Regions from separate parts of the Zea mays genome. Here all the other regions are linked to region 1. A link is a contact called in public Hi-C data. All regions are on one chromosome and are shown on one strand. Each heading gives the region's core, a stretch centred on a gene start, on an enhancer-like site or on the middle of the called end of the contact. The rest is flanking DNA. Distances are from core to core; before and after follow the strand shown.

Evidence for each region. A called contact is a pair of places that touch in the nucleus more often than the background predicts.
Region 2: a Hi-C map of leaf shows a contact between it and region 1, with 4 times the contacts expected there. The contact joins the promoter of LOC100384816 here to the promoter of LOC100285218 in region 1. A contact is called at or near these places in 9 of 25 Hi-C or Micro-C datasets (bundle sheath, ear, leaf and 2 more).
Region 3: a Hi-C map of ear shows a contact between it and region 1, with 2.8 times the contacts expected there. The contact joins the promoter of LOC103636098 here to the promoter of LOC100285218 in region 1. A contact is called at or near these places in 7 of 25 Hi-C or Micro-C datasets (ear, leaf, leaf mesophyll and 2 more).

What each region holds. Positions count from the first base shown.
Region 1 is chr8:149,277,313-149,282,408 of Zm-B73-REFERENCE-NAM-5.0, forward strand. LOC100285218 reads left to right here and starts at 3,551. Exons shown (of 11, transcript NM_001158112.2): 1 at 3,551-3,730; 2 at 3,820-4,336. The coding sequence starts at 3,675.
Region 2 is chr8:149,424,521-149,429,168 of Zm-B73-REFERENCE-NAM-5.0, forward strand. It overlaps LOC100384816 (putative cytochrome P450 superfamily protein), which reads right to left and starts at 2,530. Exons shown (of 5, transcript NM_001177258.1): 1 at 2,141-2,530. The coding sequence starts at 2,456.
Region 3 is chr8:149,026,822-149,031,895 of Zm-B73-REFERENCE-NAM-5.0, forward strand. It overlaps LOC103636098 (WRKY transcription factor 22), which reads right to left and starts at 3,085. Exons shown (of 3, transcript XM_008658464.3): 1 at 2,509-3,085; 2 at 2,213-2,338; 3 at 1,388-2,013. The coding sequence starts at 2,957. The coding sequence ends at 1,539. LOC103636097 (protein SGT1 homolog) reads left to right here. Exons shown (of 10, transcript NM_001425482.1): 8 at 226-308; 9 at 397-501; 10 at 588-857. The coding sequence ends at 695.

The sequences.
Region 1 (5,096 bases), core at 2,301-4,800:
GCAGTTAGCCACAGTTCCATCTTAGCTTTCCATATCAAGAAGTTTTTACCATCAAAAGGATCAGGCTTTAGCACAGCAGCAAAACCTCTGACAGAAAAATGCCTAACATTAGGTTTTTGGATTGTTAGAAATATAGGCATTTTCCGTACCATTTTAATTCCATAAATTAACATTATGATGATAACATATAATAGATAATCAAACATAGATAACATGATCTCAAAAATATCCATAACAATATGGATCATGAGAACACAAAGCATATGAAGCATGTAAATCATATGAATAAAATAAGCATATAAACATGGTTCATGGATTATTGCGGAACAACTGGAAATAAACAGATAACAATATAAACAGGATGACTGTAAAATTAAGACAGACAGATATAACATATTATAAAACGATAGAGCAAAGCTACATACGACATATATAATATGTAGAATATAAAACTGTAATGAACTGAATTGATCATACCCTCCCATGCGCTCCGAGGATCCTGATCCTTGTCCAACTTCTCTTGTCATCCGAACGAGATGAAGACGCCAAGAACCAGCGATGAAGACAACGATGGACGTTGGGCAGTCACGAAGACGCTCCCCAAAAACCTAATTGCCGATCCCCCGTGCAAGGTCTCGAACGGCACCGGCTTCGGAGGCACCTGCCCTCTCGCTTCTCTGTGCGCGCAGAGTCACGAGATGGAAATACCCTCACTCGGCGGCTGGATTGTGAGACTAAAACTGTTTCTCGCGTGTACCGAGTGACAGGGGTGCTCCTCTATTTAACCTCTCGCAGAGGGAAGCTGAAGGAGAAAGGTCGCCGAGTCACGCCATGAGTCGGCAGCTGAAGGAGAAGGGTCACTCGGCTGGCTGACGAAGAGACAGGGTCACTCGGCTGACGTACGCCACGCCACACCACACCACGCCCGCCTTCCACGCCACGCCCGGTCGGCGGCGGCGGCGGCGCGCGCGCGTGTGGCACGCCCTTGTCCATTTCTTGACTTCTCAAGTTAAGTGGAATAAATCCCACCATATAAGTCAAGGCAAAAGACCCTTGGACTTCCAATGTGGTACTATTGGTATTCTCCACCATTACACACCATAGAGTTTATTCAATAAATGGGCCAAGCCCATAAAAGATCCAACAAGTAAAGCAGGCAAAGTGACAAAGAGTGTGCTGCTCGAGCCTTGAGCATGATTGCAGCGAATGTTTGATATAAAAGGATGAGGGCGACACAATTCAGCATAACTTTGCACAAGAGCCTTGAGCCTTGAGCAATGATAGAAGGAACCAGGAGAAAGCAATAGATAAATGGACAAAGAAAAAAAATTCAACCGCCACCTTTTTTACCTACAATAATTTAGTGACAAATAACTTTGCACAAGAATCCTTCTGTTTTCGCGTCGATGCGATCGCTCGTGTAATAGGATATGTTCTGCTTTCTTGCAGGAAATTTTATTAGAATCTGCAGGTTTATAAAAATACAAAGTCCAATACACCTTGGAGTGGCATTTCTTCTTTAGGTAACAGGTAATTAGGAATTCATGTTTTCGTCTGCACTAATGCAGCGAGCAACAGAACCACACCGGTGCCTAATAATGTTTTTTTTTACCGGGAAAACTGTAGGCGGAGCCCCATACAGCAGGAATTTTATTACCAAAATAAAAATAGAAAAGGAACGTTGTACACAAAGCGAAGAAAGCCAAGAGTATTCAGGAACTTCTCCTTCCAGGAGTTGAGAGAAGGGGATTCTTCTCTGAGGATTTTGCCATTTCTTTTTTTTTTCCAGATCTCCCATGAAAACAGTTTAGTCCTCTTTGTTCAGTATAAACAGTTTGAGTCCTCTTTGTGGCGAGGAACACAACAAAAACCATACGAGGAAAAGAAACACGATGTTTAGTATCTAGAAAACATTTTCCATGGTACTGCATAACTAATAAAAAACATCAGACTGTGAAATCAGCCGCACCCCTACAATTATGCAGCACGTCCTTTCCGTCAGATCACTGACTCACTGAAGAGCATATTTGTCACCAACAGAGATATTCCTTTCTGATGTGAACCAAGAAGAGCAGGGAGTATTTATCACTACATCGGGAGAGGAAAATGTTTTGATCCTAGATAGGAAGAAAAAGTAAAAGCCCAGTAGGTCACGCTTATTAACCGTTGTCTGTGCTAAATTCGCAGAAGCAATCACTGCCCGTTCCCAACTGGAGTGCTGGATTCGTTTAGGAAGTTATTCAGTCGCCACAAGTGTGACATCTTGAATTAGTGGCTTGCTTTTGTTATCATATATAGTGGACATCTAGAATTCTAGATACAAACAAATCCTCTCAAGCATAAGTTCACATTCCATTTCTTATAAAATGAAATTATATCCCATTTTCTCAACCTGTAAATAATACTCCCTCCGTCCTAAATTAAAATTCGTTTTAGGTAATTAGTGGATTCATACATTACTTAATGTATATGGTTTATATATGTGTCTATATTTATCACTATCTATTTGAATATAGACATTAAAATCAAGTGATAAAACGAATAGTATTTTGCGATAGAGGGAGTAAAAGCTAGGACTTCAAAGACCGTTTTCTGCGGAAGTTGTGTAGCGTGTGTTTAATTGTGAATATCTTACTTGGCCCATGTGGCCCACATAACTAGAGTTCACTAACAAGGCCCATGTGGCCCATTTCTCTCTTATTTGTACATATCCAATACAGAGTGATTATCTTGAGTTTCAGACAATACGTATATCCTTCACATTTGATTTTCCATTTAAGTTCAAAAGTATACTCAATTAGCAAGAGAGAATTAGTTGGTCTCCAAAACTTCATGGAATCCTACATGGCGTAAATATAAGATTCTAAACAACTACATTTTTACAAAACCATTTGAAATCCCAGATTTCTTTTTCTGAAATCTCAGAAGAAAAAATGTCTCACTAGATTTCGTGAATTTTAATAAATCATAATTTGAAGTGTTGATAGAGTATATATGATTCTTTTTTATAAATATTTTGAAATCTTTTATTGAATACTTCGCTACCAAATGAAATAAATCGAATATGAAGTTTTTAAATTTTGTCAAACAGTGCAACTTTGGTATACGGTGTATCTACATTCGATATTGTTTGTAAAATTTTAAAAATTTGAATATTAAAATCTATCAAATTAAAACAAATATTTGAGATACTAAATAACTTCAATAAAAATCTTATCAATATAAAACCTGTAGATCAGGTTGGCAGCATAACTTTGGTATTAACATATAAACATATTCAAGACCATTTACAATTAATAAATTAGAATTTTAAAATCTATAAATCTAAAGCATATATATGAGACTCTAAATAACTTTAAATTATTAAAAAATAGTTAAAAATTTATAAGCGGTATTGATAACTGTCCTGTCATCGTGTTGTCACAACTTTTATTTTCCCAAATGTTCTTTATTTTCTACTGTTGAATAATAGAAACTCATAGTGCAAACTCATAGTGCATCCACGAAAGCGTATTTGCTTATGGTCCACCTGTCAGCCTCTAGTGCTACCCTGTTCACAGACCACAGTCCCAATTCCCAAACTCAGATCCAAGCAAAGCAAACATCACGGCTCGTCGCAGTCGTCTTCCTCCCCACGCGAGGCCAGATCCAACCTGCCTCGGCCGACCACCGCCATGGCTCCCACGGTCCCTTCGGCGGCGAAGTCTGCCTCTCCTTCCCAACCTTCCGGGTTTTCCTCTGTCCCCCGCTCCGCCACCCGAAACCTCCCTCTTCCCGAACCCTAAACTAACTAGGCAATTGACGACTCTGTGAGTGCAGGAAGAGCGAGGTGGCAGATCTGAAGCAGCAGCTGCGGCAGCTGGCGGGGAGCCGCGCTCCCGATGCGGACGACCAGCGCCGTGATGTCTTCAAGAGGGTGATCTCCTGCATGACGGCCGGCATCGACGTGTCGGCCGCGTTCGGGGAGATGGTGCTCTGCTCCGCCACCTCCGACGTAGTAACCAAGAAGATGTGCTATCTCTATGTAGGCTCCCACGCGCGCGCGCACCCGGACCTAGCACTCCTGACCATCAACTTCCTCCAGCGGGACTGCCGTGATCAGGACCCCACCATTCGCGGCCTCGCGCTCCGCAGCCTCTGCTCCCTCCGTGTCCCCAACCTTGTCGAGTATCTCGTTACGCCACTCACGACCGGGCTGAAGGATCCTAGCGCCTACGTCCGGACGATCGCTGCTGTTGGTGCTGCCAAGTTGTATCACATATCTGCCACAGCTTGCATTGATGCTGACCTTCCGGCTTCGCTCAAGGCGCTCATGCTCTCCGATCCAGACGCACAGGTGAAGTACCCTGGCACGAACTGCTTGGTGAAGCTATGCAGTAATCGTATCACATTATTGCTAATATGTTTCAACGGCTGCTTCCTCAATAAAGAATCTGATATTAGCCATTACAACGAAACTCGTTCGCAAAATTGCCATCAGGCCCACATTTCATAGACGTAGATGGAACCACAATTCATAGACTCAGGGGTAATTATAGCAAGGAGGCAACATTTCAAGTGACAAAATTCTAATTATTTCTCTTAAGTCAATGGAAAACTGTTGATCTGTATTCTGTGGATTTAACATGTGAAAAAATAACCTTTTGCATTCTGTGGATTTAACATGGAGCTGGAAATATGTGTTTGATGCACACGGAGCGGAACCCAACTCTGGTTGAGTTTAGGCACTGCATGTTGAACTGATAAAATTGGGAGCACCACGTAGCTGTCTGGTTTACAGCTTGTTTGATTACATAGATGAATGAAAGTGGGCAAGTCGCTACTGTGGCTGCATATTCATGATTATTCCCTTAACAACAAAACTACTGCAATCTGCCTTTTTTTGGCTGTGTTGCAAGTTTCAGCCACCTACAGTTTTGTGGTTAATTGGTTATAAAGTATTAAGTAAACACCATTTTTCTTTTTGCCTTTTGCTTAGATTGTCTGATAACATCATTCAGTCTGAAAGTTCAACCTGTCTTGTATATAATCTGTTCTTTTAGTTTTGCATGACAATTTAACCTGCAATGTCATAAACTGTAATTGCATGGCAATTT
Region 2 (4,648 bases), core at 1,280-3,779, 150 kb after region 1:
CTGACCCTTCTTTTCTGTTTGGCTTTCAGCATTTCTGCCATGCAACTAGAGGTTTCATCTTAGCTTTAGATTCATAACCTCTCCATAGACAGTGATGTCAGCTCTGTCAATGCATTCAATGACGGCGTGATTGGTTGCTTTCTCGAAGCAGCCTGGCCGCTCAGAGACGGAAACGAATCACGTTTCCCGCGGGCCTGGCTCGTAGCGTTCCGCTGCATCTCTCAGGCCAAATCAGCACACCTAGCCACCAACCAAACAAATGTACTTGGATATGTAGATGCAGTAGATGCATGTGCGGACAACCAAACAACCGCAAAGTACAAAGCTGCTGCATATGGGGATACATGCGCCCGCTCAGACAGTCTACCAATCATGCCCTAAGTGAGTGGAGAAGAAACTACTGAGTTAACAATCTGTAGCCTTGATGCATGGGTCAGAAAATTAGAGGTTGCAGCAAGTTTCCTCTCTATTTTGCTCATGATGGGTCCACAATGTTCAACTATAGGCTTTGTTGTACCCAAAAAAAACCTCGATCTGAAGGGGTAAGAGGCAGTCGGGGGCCGGACCTTAGACTTGTACTTTGACGTGGGGCAAACAAGAGGATTTTTTTACCCCAATCTGAAATTTGCTCCTAAGGGGAGTCAAACTTAGGACCTAAGAAGTGCTACTCAGACTACCTAACTAACTCAGCTAGAGACCCTTTCGCTCTTTGTTGTACTATGTACTCAAGGGTAATCCAAGATATGTGAAGGGTGGAGATTAAATTTTGCAGCCAAAAACTCCTGCAAGCAGCTGGGCATTCGCCAATGAAATGTCCAAAGAAACCAAACAAGACTTTTGATTCTTAAACCAGTAGACAGAGAATGATTCCACTAAGCCTGATGGGGTGAAAAGTTCTCTTTGTAAAGCTCTCATGATTATAATAGTGTTGCCAGCATATTGTACAATAGGAAACTGATCTAGCTCATCAGTTGGAATGGGCAACTCAAAAAGGCTTTGCTGATAAGCTTTGTTGACAATGCACTGAAGCAAATCCGCAGCAAGCACAAAGAGAAGGGGAGACAGGGGGTCACCTTGTGACCTTGTCTGACTCCACGACAACAGTGGAAATGACTGCCAGGAACCCCGTTCAAAAGGATTGACGATGAACCAGTAGCAAGAATCCTCTCAATCCATACAATGCAAGTTTCAGAAAACCGCAGGCTCTTCATCATTAGCAAGATTCTAATGTGCTCAATTGAAGCGGGGGATGTAACTGGATAATTGTGTTAATTTTTTCATCCATCAGCATACAATCATACTTGTTGCATGTGATTGGACAATTGTATTGTTAAAGCTATAAAAGGTACCCAAGCTAATTTTGAACCAAACATTACGAACTTCTGTTTCAACTCCTGTATAATCTTACCCCGTGTACTTCTGAGCTAGTGCTAGGAATATAGGCCGGGCTTTTCGGGCCAGCACGAGCACGGCCCGAAAATAGGAGCCCAAAGCACGGCCCGATACGAAATAATATGGGCCGGGCTAGCACGCCCCGAAGACAGGCTTGGGTCGGGCCTCAATTTCCGACCCGTCGGGCCCCCGACACGGCCCACATACATGGACCGGGCTTGGGCCAACACGGCCCAATTAAGCCCAATCTGTTTAATTTCTTTAATTTAGTAAGATATCGACTTTATATTGTTGTTATATTTAGAGTTTATGTGGTCAAATGATGCTAAAATTATTTAATATCTTTAATTTAGTAAACTATGAACTTTATATGGTTGTAATATTTTGATTTTATGTGGTCAAATATACGGCCCGGGCTTGGGCCGGTACGGCCCAAAGAAGGCACGACGTGGTTTAGGGCCGGGCTGGGCCACTGTTTACACTTCAGTCTGGCACGGCACGGCCAAAAAATCTTTTGGGTTTTACTGGCCCGAACCCGTTTGGCACGAAGCACGATGGGCTTGGGCCGGGCTGGCCCGACCCAATTCCCAGCACTATTCTGAGCGTTCACGGAGTAAATATGATAAAAATAGCATGGAATAGGCTCATAAAATAAAAAAATATCGCAACAAATGATTTCCCTTCAATAATTTGAAACAGAAGGAATAAATTTTGGATGTTGGGAATGATCTGAACACAAAGAAATTACCATTCTCCTTCACCGCGTTGTGGAACATGGGTAGCACGCGTGGGATGATGTCGTGACTCCCAAGCGGCAGTGGCTTCGTGCGGGCTTCTCGGTTGAGCCGAGCGTTCTCCCTCACGTCGCCGGTGAGGAGGCGGTACCTGGTGCCCTTGAGGCCCTGGGCCCGTAGGGCTCTGTCTAGCCGCCGTGGCGTCCACCACGCCCACTCAAGCGTCCAGGCCGCTAGCCACACCAGCACCACGGCGGCCGTCGCCGCGCCTGCACGGGCCCACGGAGAGGCCTCCCATAGCAGGTGCAGGAGCAGAGGTAGAGTCGCCATTGGCTTTGGCTTCTTGGTGCACCTAGTGAACGTCAAGCAAAGCAAGTCTCTGCGGCAGAGCTATTGAGCTAGAGTATCCTCTTGATTTCCTTTCCATGGAAAAGTCAAAGTAAGACATCCAGCTCAGCGTGTATATAGACAACAGTATAGACTGCGATGTTTACTAAATGTAGTTTATAGAAGTGAGATAAGCGACTTATTCGGCAATGTAGTCTAGTTCATATTTGCAGCCATAGTGGTTGCCGCGGTGCTAAAAATTGAGGCCAGCTGAACAACTTAAAGAATAGAATAGAAAGACTGCCGGAGATAATCTAACTATCTAACCCTCTTAACTTTAGATAGCAATTTATTTTACCCCTTCACCTATAAAACCAATTGTTTAACCCTTCAACTCTAGAAAATCGGACAAATAACACACTGGACCGTTTCAGTGAGCAGTTTTGATGATGTGGCATTGCAACAAGGACACTAATTTTATCTATTCCAGTTATGTGATCTAGCAGTATCAAAAAATATATAATTCTGCACACAAGTTATTAATCAGGTATTTTATTTTCCCTAATTTGTTTTGGAGTTTTAAGATTAACATATTAATTACTAAAAATAAAAAACTACATGAAAAAGTTAATCTTTTTTATCTCAGATTCATTTCTTATACGCTAAACCTTTTACTATATGTAACTAATACAATTACTAAACTACTAAAATTTTGATTGATTTTATTAAGCAATTTAAGTGGCCTTTCTTTTGATTGCTAAATAAATCAATTTTACGTTTGTTTTTTAACACTTAGCAAATAGTAATAAAAACATCTCAAACTTTTACACAACCCTCGTCTTCTAAATTAACTTATACAAATACTTCTAAAATTTCTAAAGACTTTAAATATGGAGCCATAACTTACACAAATATTTCTAAGGACTTATATGATTCCACATTTAAAGTCCTCGGGAAATTCTGAAAAATATTTGTATAAGTTATTTGAGCTGAGAGGATGGTTAAGGAAAAACCAGATATTGTTTATTATTGTTTGGTAAGTGTTTTAAAAAATAAATGTAAAATTGATTTAGTTAATGATCGATAAAAGGCCATTTAAATTGCATAATAAAATCAACCAAAATTTAATAGTTTAGTAATTGTATTAGTTACCTCGTTTCGTAATTAAACTGCTACTCCTAAAATTCTATAAAAAATAGTGCATATATAATATCTAACTACCAACTTGTGTGTAAAATTATATAAACTTTGTATAATGACATTTTACGGAACTGAAATAGATAAAACTAGTGCCATAGATGTCATGTCAGCAGCCAACACACCACTAGTAGCATCTACAACCACGCCGCTTAGGGGTTATTTTCTTGGTTTTGTAAAGTTGAGTAGGGTTAAACAACTAGTTTTGAAGATAAGAGGATGAAGTAGACTATTTTCTAAAAGTGGGGGGATTATGTAGACTTTTTCTGTTTTTATAAAGATAGAAGATAAAAAAAATGGGATGCATATATCTATTTTATTTCAGTCATAGTGGGTCGATCGTCACTTGATTTTTCCCCATAGATCTAAAATAGGGACTTATGACCAAATCTCTCTCCATCTTATATTCTTTCTTCATTATTCACTCGCACGAACATATAAGTAGTGACCCCAAATCTCCAATGCACCACTCGTCCTTCAACCTCTACCTCTCCACTCGGTTTTCAACCACTCCTAGGTCTTAGATCTAGGGTTCGAAAATATGTTTGAATCTCGTAATCCTACTAGAGCTCTGCGAAGCTGCTTATAAACCTCGAGCGAGCCAAGCTAGTTTTTAAACTCGTTGGTACAGCGAACCAGCTCGAGTTAGCTCGTTTCGGCTCGTGGGCTATGCAAATTAATTAATCTTTAGAATAATGATGGATATTAAATTATTTTGTAGATATTTAGCTTGTTTCTTAGCCTTTGATAATGGATATATGATAATTCATAATTTAGATTACTTGTAATGTTGAATAATGATTCTATATTCCACATTTGCATACTATTAATTCACTATATAATGCAAAAATATGCATTAGGGTGCAGCTCACGAGTCGAGTCGAGCCTCATTCTTTAGCTTGTTGAGTGGACGAGCCAAGCCAATCTCGGACAGCCACCGAGCCGCACCGAGCTGAGCCGCGACTCTTTTCTTGCCCTACATGGATTTATTGTTATCC
Region 3 (5,074 bases), core at 1,835-4,334, 250 kb before region 1:
GAGGCCCTTTCACTGGAGTGAGGCTACTAATTTGAGTGTAATGGTTGTGCACATAGTTTTGTACGGAATCCCTTTTGTGGTTCATGGATGGTCTTTACATGATCTATATTTGAGATGAACAGATTTCTGTAGATGATATTGACCAATTAACAATCTGGATTATTTCTTCATTGAACGGTCTTGCATTTCTTATAGACACATTTTATTTGTATATATATTCTGCAGCTGAAACAGCCCCAAGACCTTCATACCCATCTTCAAAGTCAAAAAAGGACTGGGATAAACTGGAAGCTGAAGTAAAAAAGGAGGTTTGATCAAGATGCCCACTTTTAGGCATCACTTTTACTTCAGCAACTTGGGTTTCTCAAATATGAACGGTGTTTGTGTCGGCAACAGGAGAAGGAAGAAAAACTTGAAGGTGATGCTGCATTGAACAAGTTCTTCCGTGATATCTACAAGGATGCTGATGAAGATATGCGGAGGGCCATGGACAAGTCATTCGTACGTGATCGTTGGCCCAGCTAATAACGCATTTGGAACCAACTATATTTTATGTCTATACTCACGTACCCTTGCTGTTCCTGCAGAGGGAATCTAATGGTACCGTTCTCTCAACCAATTGGAAAGATGTTGGATCAAAGACGGTGGAAGCGAGCCCTCCTGATGGTATGGAGCTCAAGAAGTGGGAAATTTGAAGTTTGGACTGCCCCTCTTGTAAATCCAGGTCTTGGAAGTTATGACCTAGTTCTGTCCACCCATTTGGTGTCGTAAGTTTGGTTAAGTGTGTGTGTGTTTTTGGTTCAGCTGTCGTTCGAGGAAAAGCTATTGTAAGTTGTGGACTGTGTAAAAGCTGCAATAGATTGTGGGTTGTGAAAAAGGTGTATGCTGTTTAATTTAAACAAGCATAAAACTTACACGTGTCTCTATTTTTTCATTTTCTTGAAACCTGCAATTGTTCTCTAGTTTCATTTCGCTATTTTAGAAAGTAGAAAACCAACAAAAAACAGGATCTGCAATAACTAAAAGTAGCTGCTTCTGACAAGCAGCTTCTGGTTTCTACTTTTTTATTTCTGGTTTTTACTTTTTGTTTACTGGCTTCAAAAGCAGCTTAACTAAAGCCTATGCGTTTGTAACCTTTCTGTCTAGCGTGTCTGAGTGCTTCCTCTATTGCAAATTGCAGTTACATCGCCCTACCTAGGGTAGGTTCGGTTTTATCTAAACCGGAGGGGATTGAATCCTAATCGAAAACCTCCGAGAGATCCGTCGTTCGCCAAAGTTGTTTTCAGTTTGCTACTCGTATTATCTTGTTATAGGCAACCGTATGTGTTGATTTTCACTGAACGTCAGTTTGATGGAATATACGTGAGGAATACTAACCACATGAACAGATACAAAATAAGCTATTTTAAGACTATTTACTTACATCTACCATATTCTACAAATAAACGTACCCAGCTGGTAATGCTCGCGCGTGCCTGGGTGCGCGCGCGTAGCAAAACAATCAGCCGCTATGTGTATGAACATGGGAGCATGTGGCGTTAAGGGCAAATTTTCTGCGGCCGCCGCCGTCCCAGTACACCATCTTCCTCTATGACGTGCTCGAAATCGAAGTCGCCGTCCACGGGCGCCAAGAGCTCGTCCAGGTCCATCTCCGCGGGCCAGAACTCGTCCTCGTCATCGACGGCCGCTATCTCCTCGCCGCCAAACTCGCCGGCCATTGTTGAATTCGAAGTCTCGTTGTTGCCAATGCCACGCTCTCGAAGGCCGGCCGCTTTCTCGACTGTCTGGCCCTGCTCGTGGCTACTGGGAGAGGAGGCCGCGCTGTGCAGCTCGGTGGCCGCGCCGGACGACGGCTTGTGGCGAGTGGTGCCCGCGAGCGCGTTGAGCTGCGCGGGCACGGGGTGGCAGTGCTCGGCCATGTACGTGACGATGAGCACCCCGGGCTTGGCTGGGCTGCGCTCCACCAGCTTCCGCGCCGTGCACCCCTTCATGCTGCTGCACTTGTAGTACCCCCTGCGGTCACAGATTCGAATCGCAACGGAGCATTATTAGTTCGGTGAGCCCTGCGGGTCAGCGCCTCAGCGGCCACAATGTCGACTGCAAGCACGCACTACTGCTGTCGAATTGTCTTGTGGCTGAATTATCAAAGCTCCTAACACTAGCAAGCACGCAGTATGGAAGGCGAGGTCAAAGTAAAAAACAACGTAGTTACCGCGGATAAGGCGAGCCCTTGATGGGCTTTTGGCCATACTTGCGCCACGCCCACGGGTCCGGCGACGACGAGCTGCCGTCGGCCACCGGCATCTCGCGCACCACCTTCTTCAGCTGGCTCTTCTTGCTGTCATATGTCATACGACAAGCAGGGAGGAAACGGAAAGCAATAAGCCATCGCACTTCATTCTTCTCTAACCAAATCATGCGCGCGCGCAAAACAAGTCTAAATAAAAAAAGGAATCTTGCATAAATGGAGCTGAGCGCACAGCATCGGTACGGCTACGGTTACGGTACCTTCTTTTCGGCCGCGGCGTGCGCGCGCCTGGCTTGCGGCGTGGCGACGATGCCCTCTGCTGCACCCCGGACGTGGATGCGGCCCCCGCGGGGAAAGAGATCATCACCTCACTCCCGTGGCCGCCGCCCCCCACGCGCGGCCTCGGCGACGGCCGCGCGACCGGCAGCAGGAACGGCTTGTGGTCCGAATCCAGGTACTCCAGGTCGCACAGGAGCGCCACGGGCGGCGGCGCCCGTTCCTGTCTCCGGGCAGACACCGCCGGCGTGGCACGCGCGCCGCCGGGCACCCGCTCCGGCGCCTCGTCTCCCCTCGGCGCCGCGGGTGCGGTGGCCGCGTCGGCGGGCTCCGGCGGCGGGCCCGCGTGCGCGACGCCGCCGCAGCTCCTGACGACCGCCTGCAGGTCCCAGTCGTTGAAGTGCTCCGCCATGCGCAGCAGCACGTCGCGCATGAAACCACGACCGGCTTCGACGAGGCGGAGGGAGGGACGCTGCTCCTGACCGTATGCGGGGGACTGGCGAGCAGGGGGTGGGGTGGGGTTGACTTTTGGAACTGGTAGTCCAGTAGGGCCCCACGGCCCCCAGCACGCGCGCATATATGCGCGTAGTATATATGTGTATTATCTACTATACGCGTGAGAGTATTTGGACGCGCAAACCCGGGGCAGTCCGCATTGACGCGGCACGGCGCGGGGGCTCAACCTCGTGCTCAAGTGCTCAACCCGAACTTGCGATAGGATGCGATGAGAAGTCAACCCGATGCAAGCGGTGGACACGGAGGCAGGCAGGCAGGCAGCGGCAGCCGGCAGGGACAAGCAAAAAAAAAAAAAAAAGATCACGCCCGGATTTGCATCCTTACCCCTCGGCGAGCGCATTTTAAAAAATTGTTGCGGCTGGTTTCTGGAAGCATGCTGCTGCTACAGTGTCGCCAAGTACACCTGTCAAAATGGGGGCGGTCCGGGGCCCTCGTCCGTCGTCGTCGTCGCCGCCCTTGGTAAGCTTTTTCGTGTCGTTCTTTTGACTCTGCTCCAAATGTCAAAAGGGAGGAGAGAGATAGAGCTGGGAACGGAAGATTCGAGCCCCCCTCCCACCCGTGCCATAAAAGAAGGCTGCAGGCCGACCGAGGCGTGGGAATAAACCGGGAATTATAATACGATGATGACGAAGAATCGTTTTTACAGTTGCATCCTCTTTTACTAATTCAATATATTTCTTTTTCAGTCCCCATGATTGGTCGCGCTTGACTGCAGGCGTCAGTTATTCTCGGTCCGATCTGATCCTGCGCGAATGTCAAAGGGCAGAGATCTGCACTGCTGCATGGATCCCGTAGTTTATGAGGCCCTTTTGGTTTTGGACACGAAAACGACGCGCGCGCCGGCCCGACGCCGGACGCTATAGTTGACAAAAAATATGAAGAATTGTCGTTCGAAAATTCATGTGTAGCGTGATTTAAACAAATTATGAAGAAATCTTATCGAGTTTTTTTATTTTTCCAATTTATTCAGCATTTCCAGTTGGTAAATCGACAAATTGAATACCGTTTTTAAATTTCAAATCTCAAACCGTTCAGGAATTGCGAAATTTGGCAAATTCCGAGCGGCTTCCTGATTTTTCGGTGATCACCGCGAAATAACTGAGAGTCTTTTAGTGAGCAGATCTGAAAGCATTTACACTGTGTTTATATCCTAATGTTCAATTATTTGATCTTGGAATTTCTCCTTTACAACATAATACTTAATGTCAATGTGTTTAGCAGTAGCACTTGACTTCTTGTTATAGAAGCAACATATTGTTGGTTTATTATCTCAGTATAGCTCCAGTTGTTTTCATATGTTGTCTACCACTTTTTAACTAGGTACAAACTTCTTAAGGCACATACCATGCCATGTTGCCCTATAAGATGCAATAAACTCGATATTACATTATGAATGATGTGGTGATAGTTTGTTTTGAGCTTTTCCATGATATAGCTCTTTCTCTGAGTGTGAATATGAAATCAATCATGAACTTTCTATCTTCTTCACACCATGTACAATCCAAATCTGAGTATCCTATAATATTAAGGCTAGTTAATTTTATGTATGTTAACATGAGACTGTTTATGCCTTGCAAATACTGTAAGACTTTCTTAACATTTTTCTAGTGTTCTATCACTAGATTCTTATGAAAACTGCCAGATATTCTGGTGGTTATGAACGAGAACATACTTGAGCATATATTATGCTTTCGATAATTAAAGCATACAAAACTGGTTTCATTTGATCAATCTCGTATTGCTTCCTAAGGCCTTGATTACTCCCCAACTTATCTCCCTTGTCTACTAGAATGCTGCTTGATGAGATTCCTTAATAGTTAGGGCCTATTTGGTAGGGCTTCGACTTTTTTAAAAATGACTCTGGCTTGCAGCTCCTCCACACGAGCCAATGCTTTTTTAATAAATTGTTTAGCAAAACGAGTCCTCTTGTATTTTTATTTGATATATAAGGTAAATATCCATAGTGCAATGTGTAGCCATTTGCACGGATACCTTATGTGTGTACTTACAAATAATAGTTGAACAATTTATGGC